Regions from separate parts of the Capsicum annuum genome. Here region 1 is linked to region 2. A link is a contact called in public Hi-C data. All regions are on one chromosome and are shown on one strand. Each heading gives the region's core, a stretch centred on a gene start, on an enhancer-like site or on the middle of the called end of the contact. The rest is flanking DNA. Distances are from core to core; before and after follow the strand shown.

The links. Hi-C and Micro-C count contacts between places; a contact is called where the count stands out from the background.
Region 1: a contact with region 2 is called in a Hi-C map of leaf, with 2.0 times the contacts expected there. The contact joins the enhancer-like site here to the promoter of LOC107877310 in region 2. A contact is called at or near these places in 2 of 5 Hi-C or Micro-C datasets (leaf and placenta).

What each region holds. Positions count from the first base shown.
Region 1 is chr7:202,684,885-202,688,095 of UCD10Xv1.1, reverse strand. No RefSeq gene overlaps it. Among protein-coding and RNA genes, the nearest start is that of LOC107855033, 33 kb to the left of the region's middle. Within about 2 kb of position 1,920, at least 2 of the 5 cell types and tissues checked have an H3K27ac peak or open chromatin away from gene starts, as enhancers often do. A contact at or near this core is called in leaf, where this site is marked.
Region 2 is chr7:202,650,414-202,653,583 of UCD10Xv1.1, reverse strand. It overlaps LOC107877310, which reads right to left and starts at 1,449. Exons shown (of 1, transcript XM_016723983.2): 1 at 829-1,449. The coding sequence starts at 1,352. The coding sequence ends at 1,146.

The DNA of each region.
Region 1 (3,211 bases), core at 671-3,170, 34 kb before region 2:
TTAAAGTAAGAAATAACTAAGCTTTAAAATTTTGATAAATAAAGATCAGTTAGCTATTTCCATGTTTTCCTCCCAACTTATAGCAATCAAAGGAGAAAACAACCAATCTTTGAAATTGAAAAAGAAAAATAATTTTATTTGACTGTGGGTTTGAAGTTTTTAAAAAAGAAAAGACAAAATCTTTGAAATAGCAATAAACACGATGTCATAGCTAAAATTACCCTATACAAAAATTAAACAATATACAATATTAGATTAAGGAACTTGATTTCATTATTGGATGAATGTATGATATTTATTTCCTTTAAACAAAATTAATATTAAATATGTCGTTAAAATTTTATGATTTAATTTATTCTGAAAAAACAGTTAAATTATGTATAACTAATAGCCTCTTTGGCCAAATTTCTAAAATTTATTTATTTTGAAAAGTATTTTCAAAAGAACTTTTACTAAGTAGCATTTGTGTTTGATGAATATATTTAGAAAAACACTTTTGAGCAACAATTAGTATTTGCTCAAACTTTTTAAAGTGTTTTTAAGTGTATTTTCCTCAAAAGTAATTTTCAAAAAAGTGATTTTAATGGAAAAGTACTTTTTTTATTTTCTAAAAAACAACTTCTCCTACTCTCCATAAAGCACTTATGTTTTTCCAAAAGTTTGACCAAACACCTTATATTTTTTAATAAACACTTTTGAGTGGAAAAAAATAAACTTCACCAAACAGATAAGTGTGACTGTAAATAAAGTTTTGAATGCCAAGAGCTCATATACAATCGGTGTTTATATTAAATCATATTAATTATTATGGTTAAGTAGTTATAATAGAGAGAGAATAATTAGTTAATATATTGATAAGAATCTTTTTTTAATAATCAGGATGAACCTTTCTCTTATTGTGATAAGTATTTTATACATTCACCAACATATTTCAAATCTTTTTGAACATAACACAAAATTCTTAGATAATTGATGATGGAGAAAATAATTTTTCTTCCCTGTTGGCCTTCTAATAAACAATCTTTGGATTAAATGACTTAAATTTCTCAATTGATACAATAATAAAAAATTTAATATAATTAAGTAAATAAAATAATAATTTAAGTAATTTTTTTTCTAACATATTTCTTGCATAATAATTTTTTTCTAATATTTGTTGGCACATCACGCGAATACATATATTAATAGTTAATTAATACACATTCTCACAGTATTTTGTCACTTAATCAATAACCATGGTAAATATGTAGTATGACTTACTGCAAACAGTAAAGATTGGTTAAAATGATATTTTGGTATCAAGGTACATTAACAAATTAGTGATGTGTTCGGTAAGGAGAAAAATGTTTTGAGGAAAATAAGTGCATTGTTTATCTTATTTTTTTTTATTTGGTACATAAATAAAAAATATTAGGAATAATTTCAGAGACCTCCCCTCAGATATCACCTCATCATACTAACATCCCTTGTGATTTACAATATTACGTTTACCTCATTTATTTAAATTTTCTTAATAACTATTCTTTAAGCTTATTCATCATGAGGGGTAATTATATGTGTATTATCTCATTTGTTTTTTTTTTTTTTAAAAAATGCATTTTAGTTGTCCTGAGTTGTAACCAAAGCCAGTGGTTTTATTTAGATGACATGCTCATGATAATTTTCTAAATGATAAAATTTCATGAGATGTTGCCATTTTATCGACACATATTCCTGCATAAAAATCAAGATTTTATTAATTAATATGAAAAGGACTTGTGTGACCAATTATAATTCACTAGTTATAGTTATCCTAATTAGTTGAAATAATCCCCACACATTACTTTCTTTTGATTTTAAGAAGGATAAGATAAATTTAGACCCCACATGGGATTATGAAGTCCTTAAAATAGAATATCATCAACATTAGAATTTTGCAAGAGTGGTTGCTTGTTTGAATTGGCCAAGTGTTGTTTTTGGTCTGAAAAGTCTAGCAATTAGAAAGAGTAATATAAGCTCAGTCATATTGTCAACATCTTCTGTTAGTTGGGGGTTGAGTTAATTACTAGTGAATTTGGAACTGAGATTCCCCCCCCCCCCCCCAAAAAAAAAAAAAATAGATGAGAACTTTAAAAAAAAAAAAATATATATCTTCAAGAAGTTTTTGTATGGAAAAGTGCCTCAAAGTTGAGGCAATTTAATTTTGAATCATGTGATTTGTCTTAACTGGGAAGGAACTATAACTGCCTTAAATGATGCTCCTAGCTTCTCTTCTTGATCGATTCGATTAAATAAAATGATCTCTTACGATCACTTAGAAATTAGATTGAAAACAATAACTTGTATATTCTTTTCAAGTTTTTATATGTATAGACATATAGTTGATCTATTATAAAGATTAATTAAAAATAAGTTTGTAAAAGGCTATATATAATAAAGATGTTTGGGATTAAAGGAAAAATTTTGCAACCAAATAGTGGGCAACGAGGAAAGCTAAGGTGCATGCAATGTCCTGTTATGAAGAGCCGTTTAGTCACTTTGAGGAAAATACATTTTCGAACCGATACCATATCTTTATAATAATATTTACTCGGTATTTATTTTAAATCAATTTAATTTGCAATTATTTTTTTGTTGGTGTCAGGAGAAAGGAAAATGGTGGTGAAAATTTAGACAATCAATCGATGAATTACTAAAATCCTCCGACTGTAATTAGATAACTTAATGAAGCAAATTATATATACTAATTAACCATGATAAATAAGTGATTCAAAATAATTGTACGGCATAACGTATAACGCGTTTGTTTTTCCCGACCTCATTTGTTTGCACTTAATGGGGGTCTGAATCTGAATGGTTCAGACTTCAGACCATTAAGTGCATTTGTTTTTATTAAGGTGTTAACTTTTAATAGGTCTGAATAGGTCTTAATCATTCAGATCTAGAATCAAGTCTTAATAGGTCTAAAGGAATATTCTGGTGTTGGATAATATTCACCACTCTATTCATAATCAGCAGTCACCACCACTGACCACCTTTGCCACCGTCACCATTGTAAACCACCGCCCACCACTACCAACCACCTCCATCATCACAACCACCATCGACAACAAATACCACTACCAACCATAATTGTCAACCACTACCACACATACTATCTCTTTTATTCTAATTATATTCATCGCCACCACTGCCGTCAACAACAACACAATCAGCAACCACTACAGGCCAA
Region 2 (3,170 bases), core at 200-2,699:
ACAATATAAACACGATAATATACACAAATTTTACTTCATAAAACCTCGGCTCAACAAAAATAATATAAAAGAAAAAAAAAACAAAAGATGTACTATATACTAAAGTGCATTTATTATGAGCACCAACATAATACAGCTATATTTTCTTTAGTTGTAAGGCACTTGGCATGTGATCTACCTGACTAACATCTACAATATTCATTCTACTACTCTCACCCTATCCCTTTCCTAATTTTATAGTTGCATAGTACCAATTTACTTGCATTTTTTTGGGGTGGTGGGGATGGGGGTTACTTTTTCCTTTGTTGAAGATTAAAAAAAAGAAAGAAAAAAACTTGGTATGTTGGTTGTTGAGTATTAAATTGTTGATTTAATTTCATATACTTATTTTGGATGTTAGTATTCTGTACTTATTAATTTAGAGCAGTAAATTACCCTGCTGGAACTAGCTGAAATATGCAATTCCCAGCTCATACTTGGCAGCTGAAGTATTTATGATACCTTATTCAACAACAACAGAAAAAATAATCTTGTTTTCCAGTGGTAATAAATAATATAAATACTTATTCGCGCCTCAATATTTTATACAAAATCAATTCAAGTTATTGTAATTACGTGGTTTAATAAAATGAAAATATGAATTAATTGTCCATGGTTAAATGAAAAAATCTAGATACAAACATATGATGTACATCTTTATTTATTTGGTGTAAACACCTGGTGAATATTTAGATTAAAAATCGTTTATTATTTTATCTATTTACGTTTTTTTAATGAGAGACAAGTTCAAGAATGATACCGAATAAAAGAGGGCAAAAAACTTTAAACGGAGAGAAAGAGAGATCCAATATTAATTCTCAAATATATTTACAATAGCAGCTGTTAGTACATATTTTAAAAAAAAAACAAAATTACTAAATAGCCTAAATCATCATCTAAAATTTCATCAATGCAGAACGAGAAAAGAATAATAATAGGCAAAAATGAAACAAAATAATAGTAACACAAAAGTTGCTAAATCCACCTTGAACGAAGAAACACTAACTCAGCCTCAAAAGATATACTGTAGCTTATATGATAAAATTATATTAGAAGTTTAGTACGTCTCATTTCTTCAACCAATGTGAAATTGTAACACTTTCTTTTTATCGGTAAGAGCGAAGAATGGCACCACAAAATGTACAAACAATAGCTCTCCAATTTTTCCAATAAAAGGGGACATAGCAAAAACGTGTAGCTGTCTTCATGTCAGCTACACTAGCACCGCCGCCGCAACGTGAACATGTTCCGGCGGCGGGTTTGCTCTTGCAAACTTGCTTTGTTTGATCTACTAGGAAACAAAAACACACCATTTTTTTTTGTTGGTGTTTATGATGTTTGGAACAGAGAGAGAAAAAGTGGTACTTTGATGTTTTAGTGGTAAGGTTTTATTTGATTAATGAGAAAGAATAGAGGGGTATTTATAGGTGTGAAATTGGGAAAGAATAGTAAAAGTTGAAGCAGGGACAGTTGGGACATTACTATGGCACACTTGCTGACCTTCAATTTGAATTTAAGGATAATTATTTTTTAATTCTTTGGTCAACATTTACCTAATTAATTACTATATATATTTTTTTTGTTTTACTTTTCCTGTTATAAAATAATAGAATGAATAAAAAATGTTCCAAAGCATAGATAGTTTTGTGATTGCTCTTTGTAAAGCTCCCATTTGAGAATAGATTTTCAAAAAAAAAAATGAAAATATTATTCATTCATGAAATTTGGTTAATTCTTAAAGTTCTACAAACTGGCTGATATTTCATTTCCATTCAGAAAATTTTAATTTTTTTTTAGACATAACTCCAAATTTCAAAAAATATTTTTCTAACATAACTTAAGTTTCAACTAAACCTACTACAAAACGCTTGCTTCATCTATAGCTCATTTAGGCCCTCACCATTTTCTTATGGCTTAAGTTTGCCCCTAAAATTAATGCAATAGGCTTTAGGGAGCTAATAAATTGACGAAAGACCACTGTAAAATAAAATAAATTCACTAGTTTAGAAGGGTCTTTGGCCCTCAAATTAAAATCGAATTTGTTTTATGATTTTATTCCCTGGAATAATTATAAAATAAATTCAATTTTTTAGGGTATGCATGTCTTGCTCTTTTTTGTAAAATGAAAACATTCTTCTTCTTTGTCTCTTGTTTTTTTGTTATTATTCGACTAATACGAATTTTTTATCATATGTGGTATCTAAATCCTATTAGTGCTTAATTTGTGAAATTTTAATTACACGACAATAATTTTTACTCCCAACATTGTGTTAATGATTCACCTCACAACGTTTTACTGTAGAGATGGAACTAAATAAGTACTAATTATGATCCCCACCCCCACCCCCACCCCACCCCACCCCACCCCACCCCACAAATTCAACCCAACAGCATTCACTGGGTCACTTTCCTAATATACAGAAAAGTAACCAGGCAATTTAGTACCATTTATAAAGTAGGTATCCTAATTTTTAATTCAGGTAATTATGTAAGTATTTTGAAAGATACAATTGTCCAAACAACATTTTCATAGACTTAGTAGTATTTTTCCTTTTATAGACAAAGTAATCTTTCTTTGCCATTTCAAAGAAGGAACAATACAAACATCAATTCATTATATTTGACCAAGCATTGGGAAGTGAACTTAAATACTCCCTCCGTCCAATTTATATAACAGTGTTCGTCTTTTGAGAGTCAAATTTCTTGATCTTAATTCTTGACAGTGTATTCGACATCGAACCTCTAAGTTTATTGAGACAGTTTATGACTCTCAAAAAACAAAATGTGCCTGGGTCATACAAGTGTACCTAATTGGTCTGCTAGCATGCATTTATGTTGGGTCAGTGTGATATAGTCTATTGAACTGGATTTGGGTTGGCAACTCAAGTGGATGAGAGGGTCCAGTATTGGGTCTGCATCAACCAATTAATACCCATGTTGAGATTTGATGACAATTCACAAGCACTCTTCAATTTTGTTTATTTTTTTTTGTCTCTAATAGTTCCATGGTTATTCTTAACTAGGAGTATGAAAGGAAACATTTTATCAAGTTGGGATTTTAGTTTATCTTTTATGTCACATATTTCTAGTTTTTTTTTGCATTATTAAGTTCTATTTTAGTTGGTGGATGG